Linked DNA regions of Xenopus laevis: region 2 is linked to region 1. Evidence: chromatin contacts called from public Hi-C data. All regions are on one chromosome and are shown on one strand. Each heading gives the region's core, a stretch centred on a gene start, on an enhancer-like site or on the middle of the called end of the contact. The rest is flanking DNA. Distances are from core to core; before and after follow the strand shown. Region 1 holds the start of xxylt1.S (xyloside xylosyltransferase 1 S homeolog). Region 2 holds the start of fam43a.S (family with sequence similarity 43 member A S homeolog).

What was found. Hi-C and Micro-C count contacts between places; a contact is called where the count stands out from the background.
Region 2: a Hi-C map of the XL177 cell line shows a contact between it and region 1, with 7 times the contacts expected there. The contact joins the promoter of fam43a.S here to the promoter of xxylt1.S in region 1. A contact is called at or near these places in 2 of 4 Hi-C or Micro-C datasets (the XL177 cell line and the XTC cell line).

What each region holds. Positions count from the first base shown.
Region 1 is chr5S:92,825,748-92,831,264 of Xenopus_laevis_v10.1, reverse strand. It overlaps xxylt1.S (xyloside xylosyltransferase 1 S homeolog), which reads right to left and starts at 2,527. Exons shown (of 4, transcript NM_001093082.1): 1 at 1,750-2,527. The coding sequence starts at 2,235.
Region 2 is chr5S:93,110,296-93,115,812 of Xenopus_laevis_v10.1, reverse strand. fam43a.S (family with sequence similarity 43 member A S homeolog) reads left to right here and starts at 2,070. Exons shown (of 1, transcript NM_001092413.1): 1 at 2,070-4,990. The coding sequence starts at 2,221. The coding sequence ends at 3,279.

The sequences.
Region 1 (5,517 bases), core at 1,278-3,777:
CCAGTCCCTTCCCCCCATGCACACCTTTTGCCACTATAGGGGGAGGGCAGAGATCAGGCAGAGATTAATCGTAGAGGACAGGTGGGAATCCGATCTGGGTCAGCCCACTTGGTTCTTGCTGGTGTTCTGCTGGCCCAGTCCGACTATGCAGCAGCTCCACTCCTGACAGTCACTGTGAAGCCATTGGCCTAGTCAGTTATTAAGTACACCATACATGCACTGAATACGTTCTCATTTGATCAGCTTAGGTGCAACTGCAGAAGAGGCTACTCTGTTAAACTAATCTGCCCCCTACTCCACTGCATGCTTGCCCATGTGCCCAGGTAGGTGGACTAAAGTTGCCACCTCACCCCTTTAAAACCGAACACATATGGACTCCACAGCTTGCCTGGCTAATTAGCAATTCATCTAGATGCATGATGCATGGCTGCACATAAATCAGTTCAGTCTGCAGGATGCATCTAAATTAGCTAGGCAGGCTGTGGATTCCATATGTGTTCGGTTTTAAAGGGGTGAGGTGGCAACCCTAAGGTGGACCCGGGTTTTCTCGCTGAAGGACAGTTCTAAACAAACAAAAATTTTTAATGGGGTTCACACATAAACAGATCATTAGAATACCATAAAGCAAACTACACAGAAAAGCTGGGCATTAGTGACCAGCACTAGTACCCAAGAACAGCACCAAAAAAAGAAAGTAAGCACACTAAAAGTAGGGATGTACTGAACCCTGCTTTTTAGGGTTTGTGAAATCCCAGAATGCCAGGGTTATGGATTCTGCCAAATACAGAACCAAATCTGAACCCTTCGTTAGCCCATCATACAGGGGCTGTAGTGGAAATACCCAGTGTGCATGTGCCAATTTTTTTTCAGTTAGAAAGGGTTCGGATTTGCTTCAGCCAGGTTCTTGGATTTGGGCAAATCCGAAACTTGCTAATAATAGCTTCGATTCGGACGGGTCCTGAACTAAAACCAGGATTAGGTGCATCCCTAATAACAAGCTATAACTTCAGAAACTTCGAAATTCATATATATCATTCTTGATTCATTCTTAGGCTTCCACTGAATGTCCTACATAGACAAAGATAAAATATGAGTAGGAAGAGCAGTTGCAGGCTGTGGGAAAAGAGAGACAAAAGTTGCTAAAAGAGAATAGATTCCCTACCCTGATCAATGCCATTTGCTACTCCCAATACACCTAAAATTAGGTCACTAATATTTATTACATAAGGAGCCAGCCATAACAGTTGTGTCAAGGGAGCCCCCACAATCAAAAGTGAAGATCCCTTACATGACATGTATGGGGCACAGCAGCAAAATCCGGTAGATGGGAGGAATTCACTTTGGCCCTTGACTTTGCTATCAGGAGACAGCAGACACTGGCAAGTTTGAAACGGGGGTTTACAGAGCTTTCTCCTTCCTTTTGTCAGAAAGTAAGAATTGGGTATGAGGTGGGACAAGGGACAGATGCAGGGAGGTTTGCTGGGGGCAATCGAGCGTAAAAAAAAAAAAATCGCCCTTGGCTAGGTTAAGTCACCCTTGGTTAGACTATTTATTAATCTGCCCCTGTTGGAATGACAGATTACATTATAAATGTTTCAGGGTGGGGGACTTCCTACTGTGTCTTTTCCCACAATGCACTTTATCTCTGCATACTTATAATGTTTGTCTTCCCTGTGTTCAAATTCATGACAAATCTATAGTGGTGCATAAATCCCGTTGGCACTGCCCAGTCATGCTGCCCCCCCATACCTTATATTTGAAGCTGGCCCCTTGCAGCAGGTCCCTTAGCAGGGCTTTGCCTATCTCTTTGCTTGGCTCATCAGATACAAAGTGAAGGCAGAGCACTTCGTTACTCTCAAACTTGCCGTACTTGACGAGGGAACTGAGTGCCACCTGGAACTTGTCCTGCAGGCCTGGGTTCCTGTGCACCTTGGTGAACATCATCAGCAGGTGATAGTCCAGTGGCCCATGGCTCTCCAGGATCTTGCCCTTCTCGCTGAGCTTCAGTTCTGAGGAGGAGGCAAGGTCTACTTCAGTGCTGGTGCTCTGGGCTGCCCAGTTCTCTTTAATCCGCTTGGTGGTACTGGAGAAATTCTCCCTTCCTGAGCCAAGGTAATAAAAAGCAAAGACTGCCAGGGCTGCGGCCAACAATAACACCCCATGCAGGGCCCTCATGCTGGTGATCCTCCAAGCCATATCTTTAGCAGCCTTCTCCCCCACAGGACTATTTCTCATACAGCCAAACTCACATTCTGTAGCAGCCTGCTGGAAGCCATGTTGGATGACCTAAGAGCGTCACATGACACTACCTCTTCCAGCCAATCACAATGCACAATTGCTCCCACCGGCTGCTCTAATACAGATATATATAACTGATTGTAGAAGCAAGTTCTCCAGCATGTAGTGTGCCCGGTGCTGTTAGACTAGTTGGGAATCGTGCGCAAGCAGCACACAGCTACCGTTTGTCATTTCTCTACTGCACGTTTCATTATCCTCTGCCCCCTCCTCTGTCAGAAATCAGTCCTCCTCCAATCAGACTCCATCTTTCCCTTCCCATGCTAGTTTATTTCACATCCGTTTTCCCTCAGCCGGTGTTACTCACCAGTTCCTCCTGACTCCCCCTACATTCATCCTGCAATTGTTCGTTCCGCCTCTACCTGCGTGTCAGCCAATCGGTAACAAGGGCGGGTTTCTATAGCTAAGCAAAGCCTAACATAGGAGGGACTGGCTCATGTTTATTTACAATATGGGCAGCACAAACTTGTACAAAGATATTTGCTGCGAGCAAAATACACGCATTGCTGCCTAAATCTTCAAAGCTCCTGTTTGCTGTTCTCATGTGGTGGATGGTTTTACAGGAATTTACAAGATTAACAAATATGATACTGTACATGGAATGGCGACAGCCGACAGTGCCATCCTGCTATTAGTTCTGGGGAAATTATACATTCTATTGCCACTCTGTTCCTTTATAGTTTTATAATACACAAAAGCCATGAATATCTTGTAAATGATATAGTGAATAAAGTACCCCTTCTTGTAAAATATAAGGATATTAAAAGTTACCGAGGAGTTTCATGACCATATAAAAACATGAGGTCGAAGGTCATGGAACTCCGAGGTAACTTCTAATATCCTCCTATTTTACAACTGGGGGTACTTTATTTATTATAATACACAAGATTCAGTGAGTCATGTGACAGAAATGACATCAGAACTCACCGTTTTAACTGATGACATCACAGTTTATAAGAAAATAATTTCCTAGATATTCATGGCTTTTGTGTATGATAATAATATATTCCCTGATGGTGGGGCTCGTGCCAGGCACACACCTTGCCTTCTCTGACTTCCTAATCTTCTCTCAGCAGGTACCAACCTAACCCAAGCTCAGCAGTGCAGATAAAAATCGACTAAAGAAATAACTTTGCTAGATCATGGACCCTTGTGTCTCCAGGGGCATCCACGACCCTGATTAATTGTTGCATATTTCTATACTTTTGGGAGTGGAAGTAGCTTAGAAGGGGGCCCTCCACAAAGTGTAGCCCAGGATCTCATTTAAGGAAAACTATACCCCCAGAACAATGTAGGTTTCTAGTAGATATTGCCTAAAACAGCTCATATGTAAAACCCTGCTACATGTAAATAAACCATTTTCATAATATACTTTGTAAGTAGTATGTGCCATTGGGTAATCATAAACATTTAAAAAAAAATAAGGGCCGTCCCCTGGGATCCTTGGATTCACGGTGCACACAAACAAACCATACATGTTAGGTAACATGACAGAGTTCTGTCTTTTGCTTCCACACTTCTTCCTGTTACAGTAAAAGCTGTAGTATTTCTGGTCAGGTGATCTCTAAGGCAGCACACAGACCATCACAAAACACAGGTTAGTTGGTTCTTATGAATGCTATACGTACCTGATTGATTGTAAAGCTCCACTGGTGCTTGGTACTTAGTATGTGTGCAGAGTGCTACGGACGATGTTTGCTATATAAACTATGGGTATGGTATAACTGTGCCACTATAGTGTAAGGGTACATTTACTCACTCCCTAGCATATCAACACAATGAGTTTACCATCAGCGCAGGATTAAAGGAAAACTATACCCCCAAAATGAATACTTAAGCAACAATTTATATCACATTAAGTGGCATATTAAAGAATCTTGCCAAACTAGAATACATATTTAAGTAACTATTGCTCCTTTACATCTCTTGTCTTGAACCACTATTTTTGGGGTGAGGGAGGAAACCCACACAAGCATAGGGACAGTGGAGTAACTTTGGGGGAAAAACCTGTGGGGCACCCTCCACGTCAATGATTTCACAGGCCACAACAGCCTGGGTCTGGTCTGCTTCCTCTGTAGTTATGGCACTATATAGGAAGAACATATAACCTACTTGCAGAGGGTGCCCTGACTGGAAACAAACATGGGATCTCCCTGCTGCACACACAAGGGCCTCCCGACCCTAGCATTGCCACCCACCCTGTGAACCATATAAATATGAGGGTGGAAGAGGAGTAAGTTGAATTAGGGAGTACCAGGCCACCTTTCTTTATGGAAACCTCTTGTCCAAGGTCTGCCTCCCCCCCCCTTGCTATGCCACTGCATCACTCTACTGACAATGTGGAGCTCTCTACATGGGTACAAAGGGATTTAGAGCTAGCCTCATTGCTGACCACTGCAAAAAAGTCCAGTATTTTTTAACCATTAGCAGCAAATCAAGCACAAAACATCAGCATGTTTGACTACAGGGATGGTGTTCTTTTATTTGAAAACATTTTTTTTTCTTGTGTAAGCAGAAATGTTGTGGTTTACAGTTTCATTTCAGCTAATTTGTCCACAGTAATGTGGGTTATTTAGGTGTGTTCTGGCAAACTCGTCTGACTTTCTTATGTTTCTGTCAGCAGTGGTGTCTTTTACCACAAAGCTACCTTTCACTGAGTTCACCGAGTAGCGAAACATCTTGATAACATTGTGTACGGTAGACACAGAAACACGGAGGTCTCTGGAGATGGACGCCCACAAACTGGTTGAATTTTTTTTAATATTGCAGGCATTTGCAACTATTCACAGGTGACTTTTCTTGCAAACTTCTAACACATTGATCCCCAGCCAGTAGTTCATGAGCAACATGTTGTCCACCATCAAACATGCAGTAGCTTCAATTTCTCTGTGAATAAATAACTAAAGTATTGGGTTTTGCATGATTAAAACAAGAGGTAAACATCATGTTCAGTCCTATTCATTGCACTCATATTGAAAAACTGCTCCTCTGAGGGTTTCAAACCACAACAATCCCATCACATCAGCCAATGTGGTGTGTGTGTGTGTATAAACTTGAACTGTGATGATAAATCAGGCAGATGATGATTAAAAAGCATCAAGATATTTGAATATTTGTTTAATTGAAATTGCATATTTTACACTTTGCAGTGTACAAATTCTGAAATCAAGTATATACAATTCTTACATAATGTACATTATCATTAAACATACATATGCTCTT
Region 2 (5,517 bases), core at 821-3,320, 290 kb before region 1:
GTGACCTTTAGATAAGTTAACTGATCCATCAACCTGTATCAAGTCCCAAAATGAGCCAGACAATTTTGTGGTGGTTTATATTGATTGAATAAGCAAGTGATTTATCATTGCTGTTATCTACAGTGTTCCAATACAGTATGTCCCTTGTTCCCAGCACACGGTCATGTTAGCTATTAGCCAACAATTCAGATATGAGTCACCTGCTTGGTCATATAAAAAAGCTGGATTTTTATGTCTAATATTTGTCCTGTAAATGGGGAAGTGGTTAAACTGGGCATTGAAATGTCACATGGTTTGTTAATATGTTGGGAAGAAGGTATTGCAGCTAATCATTGCAACAAGTATGATAAAGGTAAAATATTGCCGCTTTGCTCTTTAGTTTCCCTTAAACTGACTGTGCAGTATGGTAGCTCTTGTTGTGTCCACAGAACCTTATTTCTCCGCATACCTACATTAACACATTCATGTGAGCTGCTATTTAAAGGCCCTTATACACAATTTTTAACCTGTGATCCTCTGCAGTGTTTTTTGTGTGTTCCATTGCACATGAACACAGGAGTTAACCCTATAGACTCTTATTAATGGCGATTGTGGTGATGGGATCACACTGTGGAAAAAGCCAATTGCAAATGATACAATGTGTGTTTGGTTTTTCACTGCCCGCCCATTGGTACATTCCCTATAAAGAAGCATGGGGTCGGTCAACTCCTGTGTTCCTATGCACTGGAACACATTAAAAAGCCATATCTCAAGTTTCCAAAATTTGAAGATTTCATAGTTTTTCATATAAGGTCCTAACCAGTGACATAACTACCAGAGGTGCAGGGGGTATGATTGCACCCAGGACAGCTGGAGCCATGAGAAGTCTTAGGGTGAAGACATATGTGGCCGGGAGTGTGGCCACATGTGCATCCGGGGAAAAATAGAAGGTAACCGCGCTTGCACACCCTGGCTCTCCAGGAAACGAATACCTGGTGCTTGGTGAAGGAGGCCTCAGCAACCTCAAATTTCATAAGTAGGAAGAATTTCACTGGCACTCAAGCATGCTCGACAAAGGGGTTTACCCTGAAAAGTTGCACCTTCGCAAAATAAACTCACCAAGGGCTTGTACCTGCTTGAATTGAACCTGAGTGCCAGTGAAATTCTTCCTACATATGAGCAACCGGGCCTGCTGATGACTAGTTATGCCACTGGCCCTGACTAGTTTCCATGCTGGGTCCCCTAACCGCAGCATTGGTCTCTCCTAGGGCTTCAGCTCCAGTTTGAGAAACACTGCTGTAGCTTCAAGCTGTATGGTAACTGTGAGGGGGTCAGAAGTGGAAAACTAATACACCAACTGTAATTTGGTATCAGTTAAATAAACCCTTGTGTTTTAGGTAGTGGTTAATGCAGGTGCGAGTTACTGTATATTAGAACAGTCCGACTGAAGGTCTACAAGCTGAAAATATCCCTCAATGAGATTTTTAGTTTGGATCTCAGACTTGAATATAATTTGATATCGTAAATATTATAATATCTGCACACACAAGATGATTATGCAGTCGGGGAGTAGACCCCTTTTATTATGCCAACAAAAATTCAACATTTCGGAGGGAACACCGTCCCTGATGAAGGCAGGGTGTTCCCCCAGGGAGGGTGTTCCAAACGTGGAATTTTTGGTGGCATAATAAAAGGGGTCTACTCCCCGACTGCATAATCTCGAGTGTGTGCGGATCTGTTTCCAAACATTTGTTGTCTAGAAGTTTAAAGAAAGATTGCCCCTGTATCCAGTACAAGCCATGTCTGATCTAGGCATTGCAAATAAGATAAAATATAGTGGCTGTATAGCGGCAGAAAAGTAAAATTCTATAAATCATAGAATAGGACTCTACAGTAAAGGCACCCGTAGTGCTTGAAAGCTTTCATATCTACTTCTCATTCATATGATTTGCTGTGCGAATGGCCAGGTGTAATGATTTGGCCCGTTCATTGGTGCGGCTCCCCTGCTTTGGGAGGGCGAATGGTTCACTCCAGACTATATTTACAGCTGCACTGAGCTGAGTCTGACAATGAGAAGGCAGGGAGCGAGTGGCGGAGTCGGAGGGAGGAGCGTATTGTACATGAGATGATCTGTAGCAGGCGCTGTACACATCCCCGCTGCTCAGCACAATGCCGCGTTAATACGAGCGCTATCAGTGCGCCCTGCGCTTCACTCTCCTCGGCTGTTATTTGCACAGCGACATGCTGCCCTGGAAGAAAAGCAAATTCGACCTGATCGAGGAGGATCCGAAGCAGGGGAAGCAGAAGGGCTATGCGGTGAGCCTCAACTACAGCGCCCTCACCTCCTTCGCTAAGTCCTGCCCGGAGGGGGCCCTGACTCGGGTGGGCAGCATGTTCAAGTCCAAGAGGAAGAAGATCAAGATCACGGGGGAAGACCCGACATACACGGTGCTGTACTTGGGCAACGCTACGACCCTTCAGTCCAAGGGAGAGGGCTGCACGGACCTAGCGGTGAGCAAGATCTGGAGCAAGAGCGAGATGGGCAAACACGGCACCAAGATGAAGCTGACTATCAGCTCGCAGGGGATCCGCATGGTGCACGTGGAAGACAAAGCCAAGCGGCCCGGACACCTGTATCTGCTGCACCGAGTCACCTACTGCGTGGCCGACCCCCGGCTGCCCAAGATCTTTGCCTGGATCTACCGGCACGAGATGAAGCACAAGGCGGTGATGCTGCGATGTCACGCGGTGCTGGTGTCCAAGCCCGAGAAGGCGAAAGCCATGGCCCTGCTCCTGTACCAGACCTCCGCCAACGCCCTGGCCGAGTTCAAGAGGCTCAAACGGAGAGAGGATTCCCGGCACCAGCAGCAACAGCTGATCGGCGAGCACAGCATCCCCTTAGTGCCCATGAGGAAGCTCCTCAACGGACAGTCCTGCTACAAACCCCCCGTGGAGCGGAGTCGGAGCGCCCCCAAGCTGGGCTCAATCACGGAGGATCAGCAGGGGGAGGAGGAGGAGGAGAGGGCGATGAGCTTCGAGTGTGAGGATGTGCTGGATACCGGGGGTGGAGGGGAGCCTGGGGAGGAGGAGGAGGAGGTGAAGCGGGAGCTGTCTCAGCTCATCAGTGATCTCGGGGAGATGAGTCTGGGCAATGACTTGCAGACCCTGAAGGCGGACCTGAGAGTGACCAGGCTCCTGTCGGGGGAGAGTACGAGCAGCGAGTCGTCTATAGAGAGTAACCAGGACTCTGGACTCATCACCAACGGCTTCGAGGAATGCAGAGAAGCAGAGACTGTATGAGAAGGGCCCCCCACTGGCTCATCCTCACTCACTGACTCTGCCCAGAACACTGACACCTCATTTATTCTTCAGCCAACCTGCTTCTTCTTTCCTTTCATCTTCAGCACAGACCATTAAGTCGCAGCTTTTCAACCTTTCCGGTACCATATTTTATTGAGACATTGATTCCCCGATGGCACCTTAATCCTGTACCACATGTTCATTACTTTATGGAATGGAAGAGCCTATAGAACCTGTGTGATTGTCAGGAGGATCCTTATTGCTGGCATAGAGTGAGGATCTCCAGCTGGAAACCCTCTGCTTGTATAATCCTTATTAGCAGGCTTCAGATGTTGGGGGTAGTGATACTATAGATCAGGTGGAGGCTCACTGGGCAGACATCACTGACTAGCTGTAATGCATTGTGCTTAATGGACTTTTGTTAATGAAAATGGACATTTCTGAACTGGTGATTGTAGGGGAGGATTGGAAGCACCATTGGAATTCACACTGACAGCAATATGGGTGCCTGCAAGGGATCAACTTAGTATTGGGAGTCAAGGTATATGCCATGAAAACTGAAACCAGGTTCCCTCCGTGGTCAGTCAGATGACTTTATATTGCACTGGGCTGTACACTTTTCTGACACTGGTTTAACTACCCTTTGTGACGGTGAATGTGTTGAGATGCAATAATGTGTAAGTCCCTGTGTCTCACAGAATGAAGAGTTGTTGTGGGCAGGAACTCTAATTACAACTCCAATAAGAGCTACTTAATGTAGTAAGACCGCTTTAGAATAATTGTAAAAACTGCTTCGCAGTCATAGACCCCAGCGTCACAGCTGCCCAAAGGAGAAGAGTCGATCCTGCACAAGGGTCTCCAAAAACCTACATAAAAGAATAGGGTTATAGAATAGTACTCTTAGGGGCAGATTTATCAAGGGTCGAAGTGAAAATTCAAATTTTCCAGGTTTTTTTTTTTAGTTGAAATTTGACTAAGGAATAGTTAAAATTAAATTTTTAAAAAAAATTAAATTTTTGAAATGTATCATGTATGGCCCTTTAAGAATTCAAATTCGACAATTTGCCACCTTAAACCTGCTGAATTGCTGTTTTAGCCTATGGGGGATGACCTTGGATCAATTTGGAGTTGTTTACAGCCTTCCTGAAAATCTTTTTTTTTTTTTTTCCCCTAAGAAAAAACTCCTAATCAGATTTGATTCGAGTTTGCGGGTTGATCCCATTCACCCGAGTTTGAAAAATTTGAATTTTTTTGAAACATTTTCAGTGGTCATTTTTTATTTGAATTTGAAGTTGATGGGAGTTTTTAAAAACTCCTAAGAACTCTAAATTCGACCCTTGATACACCTGCCCCTTGGTGAATTGGCTCTTCACCTTCTGACTAATATTCCCCTGATTTATATGCAGTGAAGATACAGAGATTAGTGGAAGTTGTGATACAGATGTGTATCTCCTAGTAAGGAATGTGTGGCAGCAACTGTGAAGCCATGTATGCAGTAAATAAGATGGTGTGTGCAATAATTATTTTGGGGCCTAATGCAAGTTCTATGAACCTGTGGGGCTTATTCACCAGAGAACAGTATTATTTCTAGCACAGCCTATAATTACTGTAATGAAACCTAGTTTCACCCTAAGACCTAGCTTGCATTACAAGCCAGGCCAAAATACTTGTGACATTAAAAATCTATATAATACAAACACTTGTATAATTACCCAGTCTCTTCTAGTTATTTAGCTAATTGCTTGCCATGGTTGAGGGCTTGATACAAATATTTCTTCAGTAGCCTTGTTTTTTTTTGAGGATCTTTGTGCCATTTTTTTTGCAAAGGAACTCCAGATGGGATTAAGACTAGCTTTATATGCCTTCACAGAGTACCCCAAGGCATACACGCACATGTAAGCACTTTTTTTCGGGTCCTTCTTCGCTTCCAAATAGGCAAAGTGGACTCCAAGTAACAACCACATGGGACAATGTGAGATTTTATGTGCAATGGCAGGGAACGATGGGAAGTTCCACTTGTAGATATTCTGATTTTGCACACTTGTTTGTGTGCTTAAGATAGTTGTTAATAGGCCAATATCTGTTCCTTCTCTCTTGTATGTGGGGCATTGTTGTACATGTAATGGTAGCACTGGATTTGCCAAACTCTTAAATTGTGCAGCTAAACCCTTGGACACCTGGGAAAGCTTAATGAGATTCTTGCAGTGAAGACGTTTTAAAAACATGCAATAAAGCACC